Regions from separate parts of the Mus musculus genome. Here regions 1, 2 and 4 are each linked to region 3. Evidence: chromatin contacts called from public HiChIP or PLAC-seq data. All regions are on one chromosome and are shown on one strand. Each heading gives the region's core, a stretch centred on a gene start, on an enhancer-like site or on the middle of the called end of the contact. The rest is flanking DNA. Distances are from core to core; before and after follow the strand shown.

Region 1 (2,700 bases), core at 36-2,535, 130 kb after region 3:
TGTTCTCTCTGCGGAGAATTACCTTGGCCTCTTTGTCTAATCTTGGCTGACTGTAAATTAGCATTTGATCCTGGATTCTTGACTCTGCCATTCTAGTTAGTCCTCCCTGTGAGCAAGAGGATCAGGGTTTTCTTTGGGGCTTTCATTTAAAGATGGAGTCGGGGAGCACTGCTCCAGGGGAGGTGACCTGCTGGTTGGGAGAGAGGGGTATAGACTAGGGTGGACTAAGAAGATGGAATGAACAGGATGTCCCAGCTCTTCTCCCTGTTCTTATGAGAAGCAGGTGTTACATTCCTGTGCCATAAACCAGCCCTGTGTGTGTGTGTGTGTGTGTGTGTGTGTAGGGGGCAGGGCAGAGAAAGAATGTGTATGTCTCAGAGACGGGAAGTGGCCTCCCCACCCAGCCTTCTCCCCGCATAGTCTACCGGTTCTCTGGCCCTTAGCTTGCCTACTTCAGCATGTCACATTCTCCAGCTGCCCTGAGGAGCCTGCCAAGCCTCCACTTATACCGAGGCCAAAGGCTTTAGGGCTCAAAATAGCCAGGCCATGGAGGGCTGGAGAATGCACTTGGAGAGAAGTCGGGGCAGACACCCAGGCCCCCTTCTCTGCTTGGGATACACAGGGAAGGGAAGGGAGATAGAGACTGCCCAAGCAATGCAAACTTGGCTCAGGGCAGTGGGAAGGCGCCTGGGCGACTTGAGATAAGGTGCTAATTTCACAGACTCACCGCCCAGCCAGGGCCAGGGCGACTGTGGCCTCAGATCAGGAAGAAAAGCAGAAAGGCTGGCAGGCAGGAGGAAGTGGGTGTGGGCACCAGATGGGCTCCGGAGGGCAGAGCTAGAGTGACAGCCTCCCCGCACCCCCCTACACACACACTCAGAGACAGGCAGCTTTTCTGAGAGTCAAACACACTTTATTCCGGATAAGATGTCTGGACAGAAGGCCTTGGACAGGGTCCCCACAAAGAGCTCTGCTGCAGGCCTCTCTGCAAACAGAGCAAAGATCACGTAACCGGGCACAAAAGGACAGAGGGGTTCAGAACAAGGTCACCATGGGCCGGTCCTGCCTGGGCGAGTGTGGGGGTAGTTCTCATGAGCACCTGGGTGGGGGAGGGGAGGGGCCTTGCTGATTTAGTGTCACTTCCACAGGGAAGGCAGTGAGTGAATTGCAGGAGTCAGCACATGATTAGAAGGGTCTGAGATCCACAGTACATGAGGTAGCCGGCGAGGGCTTGGCAGGCCTGGGCAGCGCTCCCATACCTGCGCTGGCAGCCCAACAGTCACCTCCGCTTAGCAAATTGTAAATGACCTTCCCTGCCCAGGACACCACTCCTGAAACCTGGGGTCAGTGCGGGGCTTGGGGAGGGAGTCTCAGTGGGCAGATCAAGGCAGGCCTGCCAGCAGAACCAACCTTACTGACCACAGCCTCAGGACATCATGATCAGGGTGCAGAAGGGCTCAGAGATGGGCCAATTTTAACTTCTGCCTTGGGGTGTAGTGTTGGGCAAGGCCCATTCACCTACAGACTGGGTGGAGGGAACCTAAGATCCGGAAGCCCAGTGCTGCAAGTCGGTGAGACCCCCCCAGTCCCAGGGATGCTATGCTGCGCCAACAGGGCTCGAGGAGGGGGTGCTTAGGAGGGTGGTGGCTATCCTGGGACCTTTGGGATGGTCCAGGTGGGGCCAGCCTAATTTCCTGAATATTAACTGGAGAGGGCTGGGCAAGGGATGACCGCAGCATCTTCCTGACTGTCCCTGCTAGTGGAGTGGGATGTGTTTCATAAGCAGTGTCCCCCTGTAGGAGAGGACCAATTACCATCCTCCTCCAAGGTGTGACCAAGAACTCCTGGACTGAAGAGGGATCCCTTGCATCCTGAGGGCTCTGTGCCCCGATGTGGCTGTGCAGGTTGGCTCACCAGCAGGGGGTGGAACAGGGCTGTCTGTCTGGGGGGCCAAGGGGCCTAGCCGGTGCCGTGGGGATGGGTGAGTATCAGGCACAGTCATTCAGCATTCAATCCAAAGTTTTGGGGTAGAGAGACCGAGGCAAGGCCAGCACTACCTAAGTGAGTCACAGCAGGGACAAGGGGTTGCAGGGCGACACAAAGGCCCAGGCATCCAGGGATCACAACCAGCAGGCAAGAGAGACACAGCTGATCACTGTGGAGACGGGCAGGGGAGCTGCTCTGGGCATGCGCCCTGCCTCAGACTCACTCATCAAACTTCCCTTCCCGAATGTGCTCAAAGGAGAAGGGGAGGAACTTGAAGCCAGTCCCAGTGTAGAATTTGTTCTGGAACTCCACCCTGCAACGCAGAAGAGCACAGCTGTCATTTCACAGGGAAAATGGAACAGGGCTGAGTGTGGTGGCCCACACTTCAACCGTGGGGGACAGAGGCAGGTGGATTGGTGGCCAGCCAGGGTGACATTGTGAGACCCCGTCAAAAATAAAAATAAAATAAAATAAGGAGGTTAAATGGCTCCGTGGTTAGAGTACGGGCTGCTCTTGCAGAGGACCTGGGTTTCCAGCACCCACATGACTGCTCACAACTGCCTGTAACTCCAGCTCCTAGAGACCTGACACCCTCATCTAGTCTCCATGCCCCCACTCAGACACATAAATAAAACAATAGGGGGCTGCAGAGATGGCTCAGTGGTTAAGAGCACTGACTGCTTTCTTCCAGGGGACCCAGGTTCAAACCCCAGC
Region 2 (2,700 bases), core at 25-2,524, 250 kb before region 3:
CCATTACATGTGGTTGCTGGGAATTGAACTCAGGACCTCTGGAAGAGCATTTAGTGCTCTTAACCACTGAGCCATCTCTCCAGCCCCTCTTCTCATACTCTTAAGGTAAGCAGTTTATAGACTGAGCTAGCTCTCTAGCCTTCCCTCTAGGTATCTTTGTGAAGAAGTGTAATATCCCTACATAGTAAGTGAAGGGATTAGACTGTCAACTTTAGAAAAGCTAATGTTTGGTCCAGTGCAACATGTCTGAAGAAACTAGGATCTGAAACCAGGCAGGTTGGCTCTTCAATATTGCTTTTTCCTTATTTGGCTCCAAATCGCTCCCTTTTTTTATTGTATCTGGGAGATAAATGGAAGTTTTCCGTGCCAGAAGACTAACAAGGGGAGGCAGAGCTGCTGAGGACAAGCTGCATTGGATCCCTCCTCGAAGGTGGCTGCCCACTGTGCTTCCTCCTGAGGCCTCACTGGCTGTTGGCAGGCAGACTTCACAGCTCAACCTAGCCTATCTGAGGTGGCCTCAGTCAGAGGCACTTAGAAAGACCACCTGTCCCAGAGAGGACCAATGGTCAGGTTGACATGGCATTCTGAGGGGAGGAGTTTTTGGCTGGGAAGTACCTCAGAGTATTCCCTTTGCTGTTTAGAATAGCCAGAAACCTTTGATGCTTACAGCTCTCTACAACCCTGAAGCATACATCCACATAAAGAAAGATCAAGGCCGGGCAGTGGTGGCGCACACCTTTAATCCCAGCACTTGGGAGGCACAGGCAGGCAGATTTCTGAGTTCGAGGCCAGCCTGGTCTCCAGAGTGAGTTCCAGGACAGCCAGGGCTAAACAGAGAAACCCCGTCTCGAAAAACCAAAAAGAATGATCAAGGTCCTTACTTTAGGTGTCAGAGTCCTGGTTTTGACAATAGGTAAATGACAAGATCCACAGACCAAGGTACCCTAAGCGCTCTACTTCTCTTCCACCCTTAGCAGGCTTGAGCCGAGCAGGTCTAAGCCTAGAACACTGTGTTCCCGCCCCTCCCCACATGCGACAAATGCTCCCCTGCTCCCGTACTTACAGTTTGCAGGGTCACAGACATGGCTCTCACGTCTGGCAGAAGCTGGGGCTTCAGAGCAGGGTTGGCAGTGAAGAGTTCTGAAGGACTAAACTCTTTGACCCCTCAGAGGTGGCTCTGGTCTCCTCAGCCTCCAGCAGCGTCTGAAACACACTTCCACTGCTGTTGCTTGCTTGCCGGCCTCACTTCCACTTTCATTTCTGTGAATTCTGCTTCTGAGCATACAGCCCCACCCTTGGGCGGAGCCTTCCAAGTCATCAAATCTAACTACCCAGTCAGGCATGTGCTCCTGGGACCGCAAAGGGAAGACTTTCCCAGGCAGCCAGTTCTAGCATAAACCATGGTAGGATTTTTAAGACTTCCAGACAGACAGGCTCTCAGTACTGCAGCTCTAGCTGGCTTCACACCCTTGAGATCTGTCTGCTTTTGCCTCCAAAAAGCTGTGATTAAAGAACTGTGAGTCACCCTGGAGGCAGAGGCAGGCGGATTTCTGAGTTCGAGGCCAACCTGGTCTACAAAGTGAGTTCCAGGACAGCCAGGGCTATGCAGAGAAACTGTCTCCAAAAAACCAAAAAAAAAAAACAAAACAAAAAAAACCTGTGAGTCAAGTGGCGGCGGCACATCTTTGATGCCAGCGTTCAAAGAGGCAGGTGGATCTCTGTGACCAGTCAAGCCTAGTCTACAGAGTGATTTTTCAGGGCAGCCACAGGTACACAGAGAAATCCTACCTCCAAAACCCAAAATATAAAGGGTTCAGCTGTTGAGTACCAGAGGACCCAGGTTCAACTCCCAGTATCCACATGGCTATTGGTAACCTTTTTCTTTTAAAAAAGATTTATTTATTATGTGTAAGTACACTGTAGCTGTCATCAGACACTCCAGACCAGGGAGTCAGATCACATTGCAGATGGTTTCGAGTCACCACGTGGTTGCTGGGAATTGTACTCAGGACCTTCGGAAGAGCAGTCAGTGCTTTTTGTTGGTTTTATTGTTTCCGAGACAGGGGTTTTATCTGTGTAGCCTTGGCTGTCCTGTAACCATGCTGTCTTGTAGACCAGGCTGGCCTGGAACTCCGAAACTCGCCTGCCTCTGCCTCCCAAGTGCTGGGATTAATGGCGTTGAGCCACCACTGTCTGGCGCAGTCAGTGCTTTTATCCACTGAGCCATCTCACCAGCCCAACTAAAAAGCCCTTTTATTTATTTATTTATTTATTTTTTATTTATTTTTTTTTTTTTAAGATTTATTTATTATTTATTATATGTAAGTACACTGTAGCTGTCTTCAGACACACCAGAAGAGGGCATCAGATCTCATTAAGGATGGTTGTGAGCCACCATGTGGTTGCTGGGATTTGAACTCTGGACCTTTGGAAGAGCAGTCGGGTGCTCTTACCCACTGAGCCATCTCACCAGCCCCCTTTTATTTATATGAGCACTCAGTAGCCGTCCTCAGAAACACACCAGAGTTGTGAATCAGATTCTAATTACAGATAGTTGTGAGCCACCATGTGGTTGCTGGGATTTGAACTCAGAGCCTCTGAAAGAAGTCAGTGCTTTTTTTTTTTTTTTTTTTCGAGACAGGGTTTCTCTGTATAGGCCTGGCTGCCCTGAAACTCACTTTGTAGACCAGGCTGGCCTCG
Region 3 (2,700 bases), core at 137-2,636:
AATACATACATACATACTTACTATTTACATGGGTGTGCACATATCTGGTAGGAGACAGGGTAGGAGGTGTCAGCAGAAAAATAGTTCTCCACTTCTTACCCACCTTAACCTTTCCTCATTTTTCCTGCTTGTGGCCAAGCAATAGATGGCAGCCTCTGGGTTTGCAGAGGGCAGTACCCAGGCCTCTGTGCTGTGATTGTCACCTGACAAGGAAGAGATAGTGATCTCAGCCACAGTAGATAAGAGCTAGTGCTGCTGAGCTGTGGGCAGCGAGGACCGCACAGAGCGGATGCTGCGTTCGTTTCCGAAGACGGTGCTTGTTTTGATGAGGAGGCTTTACTGTGAAAAGCACTGATTTCATTTTCTTCTGGGTTCTTTCCACCTCAGTTCCAAATTCTGTCAACAAGGACGAGAGGGGGACCCTGTTAGGAAATCTCCAGGTGACACTTAATAGTCACACCTGCCTTTTTGTCTGTTGGGAATTAGTTCATAGTGTGTGTGTCTCTGTGTTAGCACACGCGTGCATGTGTGTGTGGCCAGAGGTTAACCTTGGGTGTCATTCGTGAGGAACCACCTACCTTGTTTTTCTAGATGGGATCTTTCACTGCAGCTAAGGGCTTGCTCATTAGCTAGGTTGTGTGGTGAGTGAGCGCCAGGAATCCATCCGTCTGCACTTTCCCTGCACTGGGGTTCTAAGCACATAGGTGGTTCCATGCCTGACATTTGTATATAGGTTCTGTGGATCAAAATTAGTTTCTCATGTTTACACGGTGAGTGCTTTAACAACTGAGCCATGTCCTGAGCCCTAACGGAGGCACTTCCTTGTCTTGAGGGAAAAGCCAGATGTTCAGGGGAAGGAACCTTCTGCCTGTTGTGCCAAGAGTCCTTGGACATGTCACATTCAGTTCTCTGCTCTCCCCGAGTCCGACCTGCATGAGTGCCCGCTTCCTAACCATCCCAATCTCCCCACTCAGGCCAGAATCGCTTTCCTGGTTGTCGCTGTAAGACTCAGTGCAATACCAAGCAATGTCCATGCTACTTGGCAGTTCGTGAGTGTGACCCTGACTTGTGCCTCACCTGTGGGGCCTCAGAGCACTGGGACTGTAAGGTGGTGTCTTGCAAAAACTGCAGCATCCAGCGTGGCCTCAAAAAGGTGAGGTCTTTTCTTGGGTCAAGATGACAGTGGGAAGGAGGAAATGTTACCAGGTGTCATTGTTCCTTTGGCTCCTCAGAGGGGTTGTATGTAAAAGTGCTTGACAGATCTTGTCAGTGGTCAAAGTAATCTAATTTTCCATTCTACCAAAAGGAGCAGAGGGGTATAGACCATTCTATTCCCCTGTGGTGTTGGGTTGAAGTCCAAGTCTCTGCACATGAGAGGCAAGCACTTTCCCTCTGGGCTCCACAGCCCCAGAGTTGCCCCTTCTACTGCCTACATTATGATGTATGCCCAGACTCAGCCCCGGAGGTCCACAAGGAAGAGGAAGAAAATATCCTGTTTCCTTTACCATTTCCAGTTTTTGTTCTTACCCCTCAAGAGTGAAATGGTTTGGACCTCTTCTGTTTTCAGGTTCCCCTGACAGTTGGTAGTTCTTTCCACCTGCCCCCGTCCCACACGTGCACATGAAGCACTCACACCCACTCACACCCGCCCACCCGCCCGCCATCTAAGGCTTGCCTCCCTCTCCCCCAGCACCTGCTGCTGGCCCCTTCCGATGTGGCCGGATGGGGCACCTTCATCAAGGAGTCTGTGCAGAAGAATGAATTCATTTCTGAATATTGTGGTGAGGTGAGTGTTCCAGGTTCAGCCCGTGTTCTTACTGGGAAGATACTGACAAGAAGCTCTCTGACTTTCTGTGGGTTAGGCTTCTGTGAATTCATCTCTAAATAACTCAGCCCAGTTTTCATGTGGCCTCTCAGGGGATCCCACAGAACTGTTTGCAATCCTGAAACAAACCACTGTTTGTCAAGTGTTGGTATCTTGCTCTCTCTAGCCTTCACCCTGGTCAGCTTTGGTGGAGAGGGCTAGCAGAGTCTTGCTCTCCTGCACTGCCCCTTCCCAGGTAGGACAGTGTCAGACCTCGAGCAGGCGAGACATCCACTTCTTCCTTGTTTACTCCTCCAGCTCATCTCTCAGGATGAGGCTGATCGTCGAGGGAAGGTCTATGATAAATACATGTCCAGCTTCCTCTTCAACCTCAACAATGGTATGGCATGGCCTTCTGTACCTAGGTGATCATGTGCAAGTCTTCACACTAAGCAGCCTTGGCTATGATCCAGGTTCCAATCAGCACTGACTCGACCGACTCTTAAAGCAGAGTGCTAAGCTGAGCTGGGAAGCCTCCTGGGCTCTGCTTCATTTCTGAGCTGTGTTAGGAATGGGAACATGGGCACTTGCACTTGAGAAGGTACCCTAACCAATAGGTGGGAGGAGATCCAAAATTCAGAGGGAGGACTCCAGGGGATGCTGTCTCATGAGGAGGCAGGCTGCACTTTCACATATTCTGTTACTATTCTGGGCTTCACGTTCCCATTAGATTAAATTGTTTCTGTTACCTCTTAACTGATCCTAAAGTAGAGCTACAGAATGGGGGATTGAAGCTAGGCACATTTCTGATGCCTATAACCCCAGCATTTGACAGGCTAGAACAAGAGAGCTACCACATATTTGAGGCCAGTCTGAGCTACAGGAGATCCTGTCTT
Region 4 (2,700 bases), core at 48-2,547, 190 kb after region 3:
AAGCCTTCCACCTCTGCAGCTTCCTGCGACTCATCCCCATCCTCAAAGACAACTGCCTTCTTCTATCTGTCAAGTCTCTCCTAGGAGCCTGAAGGCTTCCGTTCAGGTCAGCAGCTGGCGCTATCAGTGGTACTGAAAATGCAATTATTTATTCGCGATAAGCTCCCCGCTCAGCTTCGGTACAGCAGCATCTGCAGTATCTATCCTCAACAGATCATCATGCACTGCATCACTTTTAATGTCGTAACGTCATGCAAATTCCATGTTAATCGATAGATAAGACTGATGTTTCCGAGAAGATTTGCCCTTCGGGAAGGCAGGAAGACATTTTGAGGAACCCGAAAAACAAATCCTTTCGGCATTAGGTGTTCAAGGAGAGCAAAATAACACACTCGACTAAAAGCAAGCATTTCTCAAGAGATTATGTGGGTTGACTTAAGAATATGAATCACCCACATAAGCTATAACCAGTCCTTTCCACCTTGAACGAGGATAGATGCCACAACCTCAAAATAAATGAAATCATGTCTGACAGGCATAGCTGACAGGGCTGACAGGGCTGACAGCCTCCAGTGAGTTACCGCCCTCCTCCTGTTCCTTCATGATTACAGGCCTCTCCAAGACTATCTCTACCCCCACTGAAACCAAACACAATACGAATTTGGAAAAGCGGTTTCCAGGGGTCGCGAAATGAAGTACGAAGAAAGTAATTCTGCAAAAGGGTGATCCAAACCCAAGGTCCTCCCAGGAGGACTCTCGCTCGGATTCTCCAATCCTCCCTTTCTAGCAGGGAGCATTTGTCGTTCACCTCTTCGTTTCTAAGCTGCACAGTGAGAGCGCAGAAATTTTCTGGACCAGGCATAACCTGTCTCCTGGTTAGGGAAGAAATCCCCAAATTGTAAGACCCTTTAAGAAATCCCCCCAGATCACTCTGCCTATCCGATCTCTTCTGTCCTTTCGCCTCCTCCTCTCCCGGGTCATTCCTGAGCAGTGGCCCTCCAGTTCCTCTGCCCACAGGAAGGGTGTCCGAAGAGGGAGATGAGCCCCCCATATTTTTCTCAGAGACCTAAGATCCTGGCTAATTCTTCTGACAAGCATCCGAGGTATCCGAGTGCGCTCCACGTCCCCTCGAAAGCCACTCGGGGAAGCGCTCTTTCTACAACCCCAGCTCACCTCTCGCCGGCTCCGCCGCCGCCGCGACCGCAGCCGCCGCAGCAAAGCGACCCCGGCTCAGGCTGAGCAGAGTCGCCGACCAGCGTACGCAAGCAAGGCTCCGCCCCCACGCCACCGTCGAGTCCCGCCCCCGAGATGATTTCATCTCAGTTGACCAATAGGATGCTGCCTCTCCCCTGCTGCCGCAGTGCAGAGTCTATGGGGCTCGGGCGAGTCCTGGTGTGCAGTCGCCATCTTTGTTCCGGCGTTGTGATTTCTATCCCAGTTTGGAAGTCATCTGGGCTGGGCGTGTGACTTTTGAAGTGTTTGCCTTTTGAGCCCATCAGAATCCTTTCTCTCTATTATCCTCGGAGCAAGGTTACCTGCCATCTCTACTTTCCAGAGAACCAATTCACAACTTTTTCTTGGAGAAAGCAGCATGAAAGAAATGGGCACATTATAGAATGATCTGAGAGCTTGAAGGGAGCCTCAAAGCTAGTCTTCTTTACGTATACGCATCCTATGTCGTTCTTAGACCTCTGAAAATATTTGAGCCCCAGACTGGAGAGCGACTTAAGATAAGTCCTATATTAGAGACATAGGATCTCGTCCACTTACAAAGTATCGGATTCATTCTTCCAGCAGCTACCTAGGATTTACACTTATCCAAATTGGAAAAAAAAAAAAAATCCCCGGAAGACCACATGTTGACAAAGTAATTATTTTTATCTTGCTTACTAGGTTTCTGTGAACCCATCTGACCACGTAGGAGTTTTCAGTTCCTCATATATCTTTTGAATGCAAAATAATACCTACCTTTTTTTTTTAAAGCTCCTTTTCTAAATATTGATAGAGTCCTTTCCCCCCAATTAAAGAAGAGTAGGGAGTCAGCAGAAACATCAGGAGGAACTTGGAGAACTGGTCAGTCAGTCTCTGTGGGTGGCGGAACTCATTGAGATTCAAGTGTAGTGAAGGAGGTATTTCGGATTTAAAAAAAAAAAAAAAAGCAACTTGTACTGATAATTTTTATCTGCTTGGCAGAAGTATTACAAAACGTGTTTTGTGAGCCCGAACAAAATGATGGACACAGTGAACATTTTATTTGAATTTTTCTACTGCACATGGTAATTGAAGGTATTGCTTCATTACAATTCTCTCGAGAAGCAGCATTTCTGAGACCTAGGCTTTACGGTTTTCACATTCTGAAGCTCCTTCTACAGGCAGGGACCCACAATTGAAATCCTGCCAAGTATTTCACAATGACTGTCACTTCCTTCCTCGTAGACTTAGAAAAAAAAAGCTAACCTCAGAGTCAGCTGCTTCCTAACCGCAAACAAGTGTTTCATACACTACCTGTAAGAAAGCCTATCCCGGACTATAGTTCACTTGAGTTGTTTCTACACCCCACGCCGTGGTTTCCCTGAAAGTACATCCTCTTAGAGGTCCAATAATAATAATAATAATAATAATAATAATAGTTATTATGGAGGTCAGAGAACAACTTAGTGGGAGTTGGTTCTCTTTAACCCCGAGTTACCCAGGAATTGA

What was found. HiChIP or PLAC-seq counts read pairs in DNA pulled down with a chosen protein or histone mark.
Region 1: a contact with region 3 is called in a BATF HiChIP or PLAC-seq map of CD8 T cells, with 6 read pairs. The contact joins two enhancer-like sites. A contact is called at or near these places in 12 of 39 promoter capture datasets (the C10 cell line, cranial neural crest, embryonic stem cells and 7 more), 3 of 15 datasets of contacts at CTCF or cohesin (the G1E-ER4 cell line, embryonic stem cells and large pre-B cells), 24 of 484 Hi-C or Micro-C datasets (the BV-2 cell line, the C2C12 cell line, the CH12 cell line and 13 more), 17 of 115 datasets of contacts at active chromatin or transcription factors (CD8 T cells, the NIH/3T3 cell line, T-cell acute lymphoblastic leukemia and 14 more) and 4 of 9 other capture datasets (adipose tissue, embryonic stem cells, liver and 1 more).
Region 2: a contact with region 3 is called in a BATF HiChIP or PLAC-seq map of CD8 T cells, with 7 read pairs. The contact joins the promoter of Ifi35 here to the enhancer-like site in region 3. A contact is called at or near these places in 4 of 39 promoter capture datasets (cranial neural crest, frontonasal cranial neural crest, hematopoietic stem and progenitor cells and 1 more), 1 of 484 Hi-C or Micro-C datasets (bone marrow), 5 of 115 datasets of contacts at active chromatin or transcription factors (CD8 T cells, the SCID.adh cell line, bone marrow-derived macrophages and 2 more) and 2 of 9 other capture datasets (adipose tissue and liver).
Region 4: a contact with region 3 is called in a BATF HiChIP or PLAC-seq map of CD8 T cells, with 14 read pairs. The contact joins the promoter of Atp6v0a1 here to the enhancer-like site in region 3. A contact is called at or near these places in 13 of 39 promoter capture datasets (the 3T3-L1 cell line, 3T3-L1-derived adipocytes, the C10 cell line and 8 more), 3 of 115 datasets of contacts at active chromatin or transcription factors (CD8 T cells, embryonic midbrain and embryonic stem cells) and 5 of 9 other capture datasets (adipose tissue, embryonic stem cells, liver and 2 more).

The regions. Positions count from the first base shown.
Region 1 is chr11:101,061,911-101,064,610 of GRCm38.p6, reverse strand. It overlaps Atp6v0a1 (ATPase, H+ transporting, lysosomal V0 subunit A1), which reads right to left. Exons shown (of 22, transcript NM_016920.4): 22 at 892-2,299. The coding sequence ends at 2,206. Among named protein-coding and RNA genes, the nearest start is that of Naglu, 6.8 kb to the left of the region's middle. Within about 2 kb of position 1,285, at least 213 of the 459 cell types and tissues checked have an H3K27ac peak or open chromatin away from gene starts, as enhancers often do. A contact at or near this core is called in CD8 T cells, where this site is marked.
Region 2 is chr11:101,446,986-101,449,685 of GRCm38.p6, reverse strand. Ifi35 (interferon-induced protein 35) reads right to left here and starts at 1,274. Exons shown (of 7, transcript NM_027320.4): 1 at 1,064-1,274. The coding sequence starts at 1,084.
Region 3 is chr11:101,193,972-101,196,671 of GRCm38.p6, reverse strand. Ezh1 (enhancer of zeste 1 polycomb repressive complex 2 subunit) reads left to right here. Exons shown (of 21, transcript NM_007970.3): 16 at 975-1,153; 17 at 1,691-1,786; 18 at 2,123-2,204. Among named protein-coding and RNA genes, the nearest start is that of Cntnap1, 19 kb to the right of the region's middle. Within about 2 kb of position 1,386, at least 11 of the 459 cell types and tissues checked have an H3K27ac peak or open chromatin away from gene starts, as enhancers often do. A contact at or near this core is called in CD8 T cells, where this site is marked.
Region 4 is chr11:101,008,038-101,010,737 of GRCm38.p6, reverse strand. It overlaps Atp6v0a1 (ATPase, H+ transporting, lysosomal V0 subunit A1), which reads right to left and starts at 1,297. Exons shown (of 22, transcript NM_016920.4): 1 at 1,174-1,297.